2 separate regions of the Danio rerio genome follow, and region 2 is linked to region 1. Evidence: chromatin contacts called from public HiChIP or PLAC-seq data. All regions are on one chromosome and are shown on one strand. The core of a region is the stretch at or near the end of the contact, and the rest is flanking DNA. Distances in the headings are between cores, read along the strand shown.

The links. HiChIP or PLAC-seq counts read pairs in DNA pulled down with a chosen protein or histone mark.
Region 2: an H3K4me3 HiChIP or PLAC-seq map of embryo shows a contact between it and region 1, with 6 times the contacts expected there. The contact joins the promoter of mbtps1 here to the promoter of si:dkey-12e7.4 in region 1. A contact is called at or near these places in 1 of 18 Hi-C or Micro-C datasets (hematopoietic stem cells) and 1 of 4 datasets of contacts at active chromatin or transcription factors (embryo).

What each region holds. Positions count from the first base shown.
Region 1 is chr18:22,564,849-22,571,815 of GRCz12tu, reverse strand. si:dkey-12e7.4 reads left to right here and starts at 4,915. Exons shown (of 6, transcript NM_001144042.1): 1 at 4,915-5,124; 2 at 5,626-5,677. The coding sequence starts at 4,978. It overlaps got2a (glutamic-oxaloacetic transaminase 2a, mitochondrial), which reads left to right. Exons shown (of 10, transcript NM_213379.1): 7 at 1-68; 8 at 2,066-2,231; 9 at 2,318-2,468; 10 at 2,548-3,735. The coding sequence ends at 2,670.
Region 2 is chr18:23,072,738-23,080,016 of GRCz12tu, reverse strand. mbtps1 (membrane-bound transcription factor peptidase, site 1) reads left to right here and starts at 5,238. Exons shown (of 23, transcript NM_199213.2): 1 at 5,238-5,397. fan1 (FANCD2 and FANCI associated nuclease 1) reads left to right here. Exons shown (of 14, transcript NM_001045081.2): 13 at 1,149-1,277; 14 at 1,381-1,820. The coding sequence ends at 1,518.

The DNA of each region.
Region 1 (6,967 bases), core at 3,666-6,165:
TTATTTCATTGAGCAGGGCCACAACATTCTACTGTCCCAGTCTTTTGCTAAGAACATGGGCCTGTATGGTGAGCATTAAATAAAAAAAATCATCACTAATCACATTATACTTTTTACATAACAATGACCCCCAACTATAAAAAATTAAAGAGCTGTACTACACTATTTTTATAATAGATTGTGGCTAGGATATACATTTTAGATCAAAAGTTTGAAAAGATTTTCTTTTTATGTTTTTGTCTCTCTCTAAATCAGGATATCTTCCTATAATAAAAGCGGTAATATTGTGGAATACTGTTACAAATGAAAATAACACTTAGTTTTTGCCTCATTTTAGTGTCATTGCACTAGTTTTTGGTTTCATGTGATAATATCTAATATGCTGATTTGCTGCTTAATATACATTCATATTTTACGGTTAAATATTTTTATGGACATACGATTATGTATTTTTTAGGACTCCAGTAAATTGATTGTTTGATTGCTTTTGTTGGAAATAGCGTCACTTTATTTTCAAACATAATGTGTTCTTGATTATTTAAAATTCTGAAAACTCTGACTGACCATAAACTTAAATCCAGATTACTTTTAGATTACTCAAGATCAATCTATTTTTTCCACATTTGTCATCTAAAATTCAGGTGCACTATCCACAAAAAAATTTACATGACATTTTACATAAACATTCTACAGAGACCCTGAAGGGACCTGATGGTCGGGGAAAAAACTGAGTGATAGGAAGATAAACATTTTTTAAGTTTTTGCATTATCTTGCAAATATGTTTTGTGAGGGAACGCAAAGATCTTTTGCATTCCCTCGCGAAACGGTTGTTTGACAAACACTTCCTTTTCACTTCATACATGTCAAACTTCCCATTTTCGCCGGGATTCTCCCGCATTTTACTATTCTAATCTGCTATCATCCAGTCGTTAAGTATTTTCCCATATTTCTCCCATGTTTTTAATCTTAAAAGCACATTGCGATCCGTATTATAAACTGATCCCAGATCAGCTTCTGTATACGCCATTTAAAGAGAAGCTAAAATGCAGGACGCTTTGGGATTCGGTATTGTGTTGAAGCAGACAAATCCACTTAATAATATGTAAACATGTCTGTCCTGCGTGTTTTATTTTAAACACAACTAATTTTGTCTTAAATGAGCATAAACAGTTACTAAAGTATAGAATGCTTTCATTGTAGATCTGTGCATTCTTACAGTGACGCCTCTGTTATCAAACTAAACAAAACAAGATAATTTGCTGCTCTTCACTTGTTTGATAACAGAGGTGTCACTTTAAATATCGTGTACAGAAGCTGATCTGGGATCAATTTATCATGCGGAGTGCGTCCGTCAGTCAGCGCTTAAACATGCATTCACTGGTGCATTATAATGGAAAGAAAGTAAATGCAGACATTTTTATATTAATTTCAACGTGCTTTCAAGTTAAAAAATATGGGATAAATATGGGAAAATAGAGAATTATAGGATGATCGCGGGATAGAATGGTAAAATAAGGGAGAACCCTGGGAAAAACTGGAGAGTTGACACGTATGAAGGGAACAGGAAGTGTTTTGCAACGGAATGCAAAAACTTTTAAAACGTATATATATTTTTTCCTATCGCTCAGCTTTTTTTTTCTCCCATCCACTTTTTTCACCCACCCATTTTTTCCCCATCATCACATCCCTTCCGGGTCTCTGTACCATTCCATATTATTAGTACTCAAATAATCAATAAATTATGAATGATATACTGCTATTGCATCAATTTATAATCATTCAGTGCTGTCATTTAATGGTGTCTCAGTCAAGTTTTTGTGTCCCGACATTCGATTTAGTTTGATACGGAGTGCCGATATACCACCTTACAATCACATACATACTTTTCTTAATGTTAGGTGCACTTTTAAGTACAATAAGTTCATTGAAATTAACTCATAATTGCAATATTCGTTGCATGCATTCAGTTACTACCCATTAAACAAGAAAAAATCCTACCAAATTAGACAAAATACTAGTTGAGAATATAGTATATTGAATTGCTCTGTACCTTTGTGTCTTGAGGTGAGCGTGTGGGAGGCTTCACAGTGGTTTGTAAGGATGCCGAAGAGGCCAAGCGTGTGGAATCTCAGCTGAAAATCCTCATTCGGCCCATCTACTCCAACCCACCCATGAATGGCGCTCGCATCGCCGCCACTATCCTCAACACACCTGAACTCTACAAAGAATGGTGAGGCCACAGATTAAACCCAGTCACCAAACACAGCCAATGAGTATCAAGCTGTACAGATATAACTGGTTTTATTTTCCCGGTAGGCTTCAGGAGGTAAAAGGCATGGCTGACCGCATCATTAGGATGAGAGAGATGCTCGTTTCCAACCTTAAAAAGGAGGGCTCCACTCACAACTGGCAACATGTCACTGACCAGATCGGGATGTTCTGCTTCACTGGGCTCAAACCGGAACAGGCAAGTCAAATGACAGTGCATTCTGGGAGTTTCTGATAAGGCTTCAGCTTTTCTCACCGACTTCTCTTCTTGTTGTCAGGTGGAGCGTCTGATTAATGAATTCTCTATATACATGACAAAAGATGGCCGGATTTCTGTGGCCGGAGTGACGTCTGCCAACGTGGAGTATCTTGCACATGCCATCCACGCCGTCACCAAGTGAAGCTAGCATCAAACGTAGTGATGATTTAATGTCTGTCAGGACCAGATAAGACATAGGATGAATGTAGACTTCCAGTTCACTTGATTTGGCATTATTAATGGTAATACATGACTGTGAATATGAGCCCTGCAATAAATTAAGACAGGATGCTTCCTTTCAAAATGATAAAAACAAGCTTTAAAGGATGTTGCTTATCATTGTTTCCTTTGTCGGAACTGATAAGAAGGTTTTTATGGTCTAAAAGTCTAACATGCTTTAAAAATCTTTTTGTTTTTCAGACAAATGACTCTAAATGAGAATAATAACTCAGTATGAAATAATAACAATAACCATTTTGAATGATTACCCATATACTCATGTAACTGAAAGGAGTGCACTGATTTCATGTTTTGATGATTGCATCATCTTTGAATGACTGTTGCCAGTCTCATGTTCATTTCACCTAGAACTTTAGCACTTCTTCTAAACATAGTTATTGTGAGTTTGCTACTAGTGGTGGAAGATTGTCCATAGTGTGTGCAATATATTTGTTCTCATGCAGCTTGTCAGATTTATTTTACTTTTCTGGCTAGAATTTTTCATGCATCACACACAGATAGTTTCATAAATTGATATAGGCATTTACATTCATTTTGTGTTTTGTTCTGGCCATTTAAAGGGTAGTTCACTCAAAATTTGTCACCCTCAAGACCTTCTAAATGGTTTGTTTTTTTCTACTGAACACAAACGAAGATCCTTTTCAGATTATGAGAAATTGGTACCCATTGACATCTAAAACATTCAATAGCTTCTGGTTTCAACATTCTTCTGAAAGTCTTGTTGGGTGTTAAAAATGATGACAATTACATTTTTTTTGAGTGAACTATTAATCTCATTCATCATGTGTTAAACATACTGCATGTGAACAAAATCAAATGAAGATTCATTTTAGAATTAAAACCTATTTGAAATTGTAACTGATATATCAGTGGTTAATGATGCTTTAAGAAAAGCTCTCACCTGTGTGAATCTTGATTACATAAACATGCACTTTGTGAGGATAAATAAAACAAAAGTGCTGACGAATATATTTGTATAATTGTGTATTGTGTTCCTGTGGTTAATTGTATTTCCCTCAAGATTTCTCCAAAATGATGAAGTGTCATGAGTGGTGCTCTATGAATCCTATTTAAATGAATAAAAGTGAGCTCAACAAAAACCTACATATTTTATTTTATTTTTTTATTTTGTATTTTTTTACATTCAATCAGTCATATTGTCGTATTTCATAAAACACTTTTTTTTGCTTGACCTGACAATACATGAACATCAGAACAATGTCCAAGGGATCATACACATATTTTATAAAGGTCAGTAATATAAAGTCATAAGAAAAACTATAATCACATACGTTTACAAATAACATATCATTAGACAGAAAGGGAAAATAATAATAATTATAGTATTAATAATAAAAACATAATAATAATATAATTACTAAATTAAATGAATGAAATTGCAATGGCACTTAAGTAACCATCAGGAAAGCAATTAAAATCGAGGATCTTTAATAAATCCATCTGTATATTATTTCAGGAATCTAAGGGTTTTTATTCTTAATAAGATGAAGTGATTTTAGGAGAGAGCTAAATTCTTTTCTAAAATAAGCAATGGATGGGTAATTATTTGCAAATTTCTGTTTGTGAATGAAAATGTTGCTACATATATAAATTAAAAAGTATAATGTGTTCTAGGGGTTTATCTTTTGGGTTATTATAATAAAAAAGCATGTCTTTTGACTAAAGCAATTCACAGCATTGGCAGACTCAAATATATGAGAACCTAGGGTGACCAATATTGCTTGAAAATTGGACAATCAAAAAACATACTAATGTCTCCTCTGCCTGTTTGTTGAATGAACAGGAGCTGTCGATGTCCAAAAATTTTGAAATACTAGAATTTACCCGATACATTTTATGTTTAATTTTAAAATGTATTACTTTGGCCTTGTTGGAAATGTAATGTTTCCCAGGTAAAAGCCAGGTTCTGTTCCAGTCTATATCCTCAAGCAGGGGCCTCCAGTAAAACTTTCCTCTGGAATAAATTTTCCTTTTCAACTGAAAAATTTGACGCACAAACCTATAGTTACATTTTTATCTAGCAGTCATAAAATCCTAAATAAATCAACAGACTGACGCATCGTGACGCAAAAGAGACGCCAGATTCGCGTCACGTGACTGTAGACGACAGCGCCATCAAGCGGTCACATTTATATAATCTCGTTTACGGCATTAAAACTTAACTCGTGTTCTCGAATAAAGTGTCAAAATGATTAATGCGTTTCAAAACTGCTCAAACTTAATGATCACCGGTGCCAGTCGAGGCCTCGGGCTGCAGATAGTTGAAAGTCTGGTAACGGGAGGCTTCTCTCCCGGGAAGATTATCGCCACTGCGCGGAATCCAAATGGAGCCAAGGTAAAGCTCAGAGCAGACAGTGTAGTATTTACATTAGGTCTGTTGTACAAATAGTACAAAAGCCCCAGATCCTTTACAGTCATCTAAGCTAAAGGAGAGTGTGCACAAGCGTAGCAGATATATGTACGATCAATATATCTAATTTCGTCATACAGTCGTCATATGAGTGCTAAAAGTACTTTATTTTACATTCCTGTTACATGTGTCAATATCTTGCTGCATTACTTAAAATAACTGGATAATAACAGAAATCCTGGTGGCAATACTGTACAGGCAATACAAAATTAGTACCCGTGGCTCCTGATAATAATCAAGGTCTGTGGGTGGCGACTGATCTGTCCAAAAAAAGGGTTTGGCCTTTTTTAAATATCATCTAATTATTTAGGAAAAAATATAACTATTTTTAATAATTTAATAGAAGGCCTATAAAAAGCATGTGTACTAATTATAGAATAGAAATGACTACTTAAAAAATGTTTAAAATAACTCCTTGCTTTATAGGAACTACAAAGGTTGGCGGAAGAGTACCAAAACATACACATTATTAAACTGGGTAAGTACAATACATACTTTTTATAGTCACCAACTGTAGTTCCAGGCTGGGTTTGCTTCATGACCTAGATTTTGTATTGGGCGTTAGGTGGCGCCCTAACACAACACATACACTCACACTTACTCAATTCTTCAGTCATTGACTTACACAAAATGTTTCAGTGAATGAATCTTTTAATATCACCATGCAATACCATGAAATTGACCGTTTTATAAACTCATAAAAGCAGCAGTTAAGTCTTCAGCTTGATTTGTTGGAAAGGGTTGGAATTTATGAACGGCTTGGTGGATGATGATATTCTACCACCTGCATATTATTATTTTGCTTTCTATTTTTTCATCATAATTTTTTTTGTCAGTATACATTTATGTATTATCTTGATTTTTTTGTTATTTTAGTAGATAATGTTATTATATTATAACTGTATTATATAATTATAAGTATTAATAACAACAGTTTCAGTTGTATGGTTTTAAGTATAGTATAAGTATATCAAACCTGATGGTGATGGATTCTGTCACAATCATCAGCGATCTAATCATTTCAGATCGCAGGTAAAATCACAGATCACATACAACTTCAAATCGGCCAGTATTCGGACTACAAGATCCAGTCACACGCACACACACCTGCTCCAAGACTCCATTGATTAGACTCACAGCTGAAGCTGCTCATAGACTGATTCTACCTTTGCTTTGTTTGTTTAAGTTGCTTGCTTCCTGCTGTAATGATCATTCACCTGCTTATTGACCACGACTCTGGATTGGCTGTATAGATGTTTGCTCCTGATTGGGACCATTGCTTGACTGACCATCCTGCTAATAAACCTGCGTTTAGATCTGCACTCCTATGTCCAGCATCCTAATCACATTACAGACCCCATGACCTAAGAGAGAGATTTTTTCAACACATTTCTAAACATAATAGTTTTAATAACTCATCTCTAATAACTGACTTATTTTATCTTTGCCATGATGATAGTAAATAATATTTTACTACATATTAATGAAGACATTTCTATACAGCTTAAAGTGACATTTAAAGACTTGACTAGGTTAACTTGGCAGGTTAGGGTAATGTGGCAAGTCGTTGAATGACAATGGTTTGTTCTGTAGATGATCAGAAAAAATAGCTTAAAGGGGCTAATAGTTTCTTCCTTAAAATGGTGTTTAAAAATTTAAACTGCTTTTATTCCAGCCAAAATAAAACAAATAAGACTTTCTCTGGAAGAAAAAAATATTATCAGACACTGTGAATATATGGATAGTTTGACCAGATAGTTTGAACAGC
Region 2 (7,279 bases), core at 3,989-6,488, 510 kb before region 1:
TAAACACCTTAATCATATTATTTTCTTATTCAGATTAAGGCAAATAATTCAATTTTGATGTCCTTGTAAAGGTAGTCAATGATACTCAACAAGGACTAAGGAAGCATCTGGAAATGAAATGGAGTACATGCACACAGACTTTTAATTTCAGTCAGCCAGTCCCCAGGGTTTCCTGTGAATTGTCATCCAATACAAAATCGCCAGCGATCTTCACTGCTTGGCTGAGATACAATATAAAGTGGGTATCAGACCAAACAAGGAGCACTGCATTAATTTCTATTTTTCTGCGCCATGTCTTCAAAATATAAAAATGAATTTTAACCCAGTATTTTCATTTCTGTTCAGTATTTTCATTTGAGTTTCTGCACTAGCTTGCTGCTAATGACGGTGCCTGCATTTAAACGGTCTTTCATCTCTTTGTAGGCTTTAACAACTAATTGGATGCTTAAGTCTATTTAACTGATTATATTTTAATTACATTACAACATCGATGCTGTGAAAGCAACCTTATGAAATTGAAAATAGTCACCTAAACCTTTCACTGGAAGTTCATCATTGGCTGGAAAACGCTAGCTGTGCATATTATTTCAATCAGATGTTTTGTTTCTGCATTGTGCTGTAAGTGGTAGACCAATTTGAGACACTTTAGGCTCTATTTTGACAATCTAGGCACAAAGTTGCATGCCGCAAAAGTTAGGGTTAGGACGTTTCCGAATTTGCTTTTGCTATTTAAAGGATGGAAAAATATGGTTTGCGCTGCGCTGCATGGTCTAATAGGGTTGGGCTTATTCTCTTAATGAGTTATGGGTGTTTGCGTTTGAACATAATGTGCATTAAACCAACCAGAGTCTCATCACCCATTCCTTTTAACAGTCAGTTGCGTCACGCCATGACACATTTGCTACTTACATGGCAGACTTTGTAAGTGGAAAAACTGAATGGTAAAACTGAGTCCATAAAGTTGTGCAAATGTATTTGCTATTTAAACAACATGACGCAAAATGTGAAAATTAGGCTTGCACTGACCTGAAAGTAGCAAAAAAATCATGCTAAACCCGTCTTGTGCCTTATTGCGCCGTGTCTGATAGGGCCTTTCATGTTCCTAGATGCAAGCACAATGTTAAAGCTTTATTTTCTCTATATTTTAGAGTCTAGTGGCATGCCTTGGTGGCCACTTCTTGAGTGGTGTGTTCCTCAGAATGGCCAAAGACTACAGGCACTGCAGAGGAGGACTTCCAGATCTGGTGGTCTGGAGTACTTCCAGCAACAAGTATAAGGTGAGGCTTTTAAACACTCCAAAAAGTAACTTTTTTTAAATGCTTTACTAAGGTGGTGTAGGGACCTTAAATGTTGCTCATTTGAGATACATTTGCCTTCTAGCTGGTGGAAGTGAAGGGCCCTAATGACCGTCTGTCCCAGAAGCAACAGATATGGCTGGATGAGCTGCGTAAACTCGGGGCAGATGTAGAAGTGTGTCACGTCACGGCTACTGGAGCACGAGGAGCTCGACGGGAGTGAAGCTGCTGTCACTCTCAGAAGGAAAGTTAGAAATGCTTGAAGCAACACTGGATGGATTTAATGATGCATTAAAGTTTGACCTCAATTTGCCACTGATCTGATGTAAGAAAAGAATATTAATAGGCACTCTAAGGGGATTTATTCCCCATCTGAAGACTGTTAAATTACCTCATGGCGCTGATTGACTGACTTTTATTATTGTGCTCATTGTAAAGTGAGAATATATTTGAATGACTTTTTTAATGTGACATTTATAGAATAAATCATTTTAAAGAAATTAAATAAAAGCATTTTAAAAGGTTTTTGAAATGTTAATAATGCTTAAATAGTGATGCAAGACATAAGCACATAATGTTGCAGCTCGTAAAATAGGATTCCATTATGTTTTGTTATGTCTATTATTGTGGTCAAAGAACTATGCATGACCACATTCCTTTTCACTGCATATTCATTCAAGCATATCCTTCACGTCTGACAGCCAGAATTAAACATACTCTTTTGTTGCAGAAGTCAAACTTAGCTCTTTTTTAAGATCTATTCAAAACAATGCCATACACTGTTGTTTTAGTAAAGCATGCCTTTCGTTATGAAGTTTGCATGTCTCTGTAAAGCACATTCATTAGGTAAATGCTTGTAAAAGGGCACTTGAATTTTCTTAATGTTTAGTTAGTAAATTTCAATGTAACACTGAACAACAGAGGTGAACAAGGTAGCATTAAAACCCACTACTTTAGTCATTCAATAATTATAAAAAACACAAAATAAATAGTTTATATTAGTAATATCCTGCTTGCACTTATGAAATAAGTTACAAAAAAACCTACAAAACCTTAACGTAAATTTAATGTTTTTTTGTATTCCAAAATGTTGAATGAAATGCAGTTTAATCTAGAAGCTTTCTAAATCATTTATAATTTCCACTGCTAGTCTTCAAAATCAATGCTCATAAATATATATTTTTTAAATTGTGTAAATTGTTCTCTGACTGGCTGCACAATGCAATACTTTAGCTGCTTTATTTGAGGAGTTTGTGAAAAGATGACATGAGTATAAATATTGGATGTTTATTCCCAAAAATATGATTGTACGTGAGGGTATTGACAGCAAACATACTACTGCATGCTGTAGTCTGTTGTTGCCCTGCCAGCAACTGTGAATGCCTGACTCAACATGTCTGCTATCATTCAGTCTACCTTAATGTAAAATTAACAAGCATTTATTAAGATATCTGCATGGCAAGCTGTTTTGACATTTATCCTCAAAAGCACAGTGTGTAATTTTTGCCACTAGAGGGCCTGTATTCCCAACAAACAAAGTAGTTTAATGAGACTAAGAGTTGCAGTCTTCATTACATCGTACAGGCTTTCTTGCAGAAATCAGGTTTATAAATAAGCTAAAGTATTCAAGACATTATAATGGTAGTTTAAGGACAAGTAATGCTGTTGAAGTAAAGCAAGATCCCTGAAGCAATTGCTAATGAGAGACTAGCACGATGGATTTATTATGCCACAGTCGATTAGAATAATACGTTTTTATTTGGCCGGTCTTCTGATTTTGGGAAAGAAGCAGCACTGTTTTATTATACTAAATACAGTTTAGTACAGTTTACTGTAATAATGCTTCTCTGTGCAATATAATAAAATGCACAAAGCGTTTTGTTTTCTTTTTTTTTTTTATAACACCAAACCAGAAATCGAGGATGTAAGAAGTCATTAGCATGGCGACACGACTCTGCCAATGTCTCTTGTTAATATTGTTTATTTTTATTACTTAAACTCACTGGCCACTTTATTAGGTACACCTGTCCAACTGCTCGTTAATGCAAATTTTTTAATCACCCAATCACATGGCAGCAACTCAGTGCATTTAGGCATGTAGACATGGTCAAGACGATCTGCTGCAGTTCAAAGCGAGCATCAGAATGAGGAAGAAAGGTGATTTAAGTGACTTTGAACGTGGCTTGGTTGTTGGTGCTAGATGGGCTGGTCTGAATATTTTGGAAACTGCTGATCTACTGGGATTTTCAGGCACAACCATTCTGTTGGGTTTACAGAGAATGGTGCAAAAAATTTGTGGGCACAAATGCCTTGTTGATGCCAGAGGTCAGAGGAGAATGGCCAGACTGGTTTGAGCTGATAGAAAGGCAACAGTAACTGAAATAACCACTCGTTACAACTGAGTTATGCAGAAGAGCACAACATGTCTAACTTTCAGGCGGGTGGGCTACAACAGCAGAAGACCACAATGGGTGCTACTCCTGTCGGCTAAGAACAGGAAACTGAGGCTACAATTTGCACAGGCTCTCCAAAATTGGACAACGGAACATTGGAAGAACGTTGCCTGGTCTGATGAGTCTCGATTTCTGCTGCGACATTCAGATGGTTGGGTCAGAATTTGTTATCAACAACATGAAAGCATGAATAGTTACATCCAAGATAATATTTGTAAATGTAAATGTTTCTTTCTTACAGTGTTTTTATAGTTGTATACGTAAATATACATCATACATGTGTAATTACAAAATGAATTAGTCATTACATTGCTATTATATTTATTATATTATCTTATATATTATGCAATGTATTGCATTGTAATTACACATGCATGATAATATTTATAAACTTAAATGTTTCTTTGTATATTTCATGTACAGCATTTGTTTAGACATAAACATAGGCAATACTTATGTAATTAATTTAAAAAATTGGTGGAATTACGTTGTCATTACATCCTTATTACTATGTAATAATATTGTTATAACTACTGTTATTACATTGTAATTGCTGTTAAAAAATATTTTTATAACAATGTAATAAATGTTATATCAATGTAATTACAATGTTATAACAATGTAATTGCTATTTATGCATCTATAATTACCATGTAATAACATTGTAGTTACATTGTTATAACATTTCTGTCATTACAATATAATTACTATGTTATAAAATGTTACTACGATGTTATTACATAGTAATTATACTGTAATGACATAAGAATTACAATGTTATAACATGTAATGGCAGTGTTATTACAATATTATTACTATATAATAACAATGTGTTTACACATTAAAAGAAAATGATCTGGCGGTATATAGAAAAAAAAATTAACTTAACATCATATATATAAACTGTTGTAGTTTTTGTATATTTTAATGAAAGAAATCATTTGCTGTACCTTTAAAACATGTATTTTGAATAGCACTAGTATCTAATAAAATAGAAATAATGTATTCTATTAAATGTATGTTAGTGTCAGCTAGTGTATGTTAGTACTAGTATAATCTATTGGAAATTAATAAGTACTATGCGATAAAAACTAGTAGTATCTTTATAATAAAGAATATGTTGCAATTTATATGTGTAATTAAAATTACAGTAGCTATATCTGCTTAATGACTCTATTCTTCAGCTCATATGTATGTGCTTTCAGTGATATTTTAAGTACCATACATATAGAACGTTTTTAATGCAAAACAATTATTACATAATTGCATTGCAAAAACAATGTTTACATAAATTGACAACATAAAACAAATCAAGCCGAACCAGTGCACCTTTAACCGTGCTTCTGAGTCTTGACATGAAGCCTTGTACCATAGGAATTGTTCTAACCAATCACGTGGAGGCATAAAAGTAAAAACGCTTTCTATTGGCTGTACGTCTATCCCTCCCTAGTCGAGACATGACGTAACGATCGATAATTGGCTTCTGCTTGTTGTGTTTAATACCAGTTTCTCACATTACAGTCTTACAGCTTACGCCATTAGCTTGTGAATAGTTGTAATATGTATTAAGACAAAGATACAAACAGATCTCAGACGACTTATTACTGGAATAATCATTTCCTGCACCGTCGTTGTACATTCCGCAGATAGTAAGTAGAATATGGGATTGGGATGATGTTGGGATATACTCATGCTTTGCTAAGCTAACGTTAGCTTGTAGCAGGATGTTGACGAGGCCACATGTTTGCCTTATTTGGCGATAAAAATATACATATTTAAAGCTTTTCTGTATACGAGAAGGTCGTTAATAATTAGCTTTGTTGCAAACGCAGCGTAAACGTTTGTTTTGTGCTGTCATGTTAGCTAGACTGCTACTGTTATTGTCATTAGTTTGTATGTGGTGTATTCTCTAAAATAAAACAACAAACTGTTTCATGTACTGATGACTGCAGAAACAAAACAGTCCATTCAAATAGATTCGTTCAAATAGAATAAGTTCTTCCAAATTTGCATCTAACATAGAAATGCTGTCCGTGTCAATACAAAGGCTTTGTTCAGTGCTGGGAGACGTCAACAAGAATATATAAATAAGAATAGAATGGTACAAATGTATACAACAAGTATAAACCCTAGTAACAACAAAAATGGAGAAAAGAACAATAGGTTATTACTTTGGATAGTTTTTAGTTATACAGTACTCAGCAAATATATATGTACACCCCTTACAAATCTCTTTTGAATTCATATTTTTAATAGGAAGCTATATAATATTATATTTGTGAATATACATTAGATTAGATTAGATTGGCACTGAAGCCAAATCTGGAGTTTATCTAACAAAATAACTTTTGATAACAGTCCAAAAACTTGTACACCCAAATTTATATGTTATAGAAAAGTATTAAATAAAAATAAAAAAGGAAAAATCAAGAGAAGCAAAAATAAGTAAATAATTAATTGAAAAATGTAGTTGAAATGTATTTATTTTTGCTATATTTTGCTTGGATTTAATTGTATTATCTTTTAATTTCTCAATATGTTCGGTGACTAAAATATTATTTTTGAATAATATCTGTTTAATAAATCTGTTTTGTTCAAATGCACCAAAATACATTGCCTATATTCACTGAGAAATGAATAAAAATAATCATTTTCAAAATGGTCTTTAATTAATTATGCTGAGCACTGTTGGTCAGTGTCTTAGCTTCTGTTTTTGTTGATAGCTGCCTTTAGACTGAAATGTGACGTTTAAGTTACCTTCTTACTAAAAAATGCATACATTTAGATTTACATTTACATTAAGTTATTCTTAATAGCATTTTTACTAAAAGGACATTATTTGTTCGTTCGTTCATTCATTCATTTTCCTTTGGCTTAGTCCCTTTATTCATCAGCCGTCATCAAAGCAGAATGAACAACCAACTTATCCAGCATATGTTTAACACAGCGTAAAAATACATTATTCTACCTAAAATCATCTTTTGAGGTCCACAGAAGTAAAGTTAAGCAATTAAACAGGTTGAGTAAATAAGTACAAATTTCGTACAAGAGTGAAGTATTGCTTTAGTGTGTTGCACTAACATCCTAGATTGTGTTTGTCTACAAATAACATTAAAGTAAATGTTGATTCTTTGATGATAACATTCACATCCTCGCAACTTTTGTGATGAAATTAAAGCAGTTACAGATCTTTTCTTCCCATTTTACATTTCTGGGGTCTCAAGCACAAAGATCTCTAAAGCGTAAACTACTTTTGTGAAAGTAAAGTATAAAATGTGTAAACTTTATTATTGATTTGTTTTTACTTTTCATTTGCTCAGACAGCAAATTAAAAGCTCTATAACATGCATTTAGAATATACTTTTATTGAGCAGATTACAAACATGCCACTATTTTTTTTATGTAAGCTACAATTAAACGTTTTGATGAAAGGGATCAAATTGGCACAAGTCCACAGTATTTCTCTCTTTACAAGTATTTAACAGCCTTGCATTGGTGACTTAACAGGATGTTAAAAAACCATATGGTATA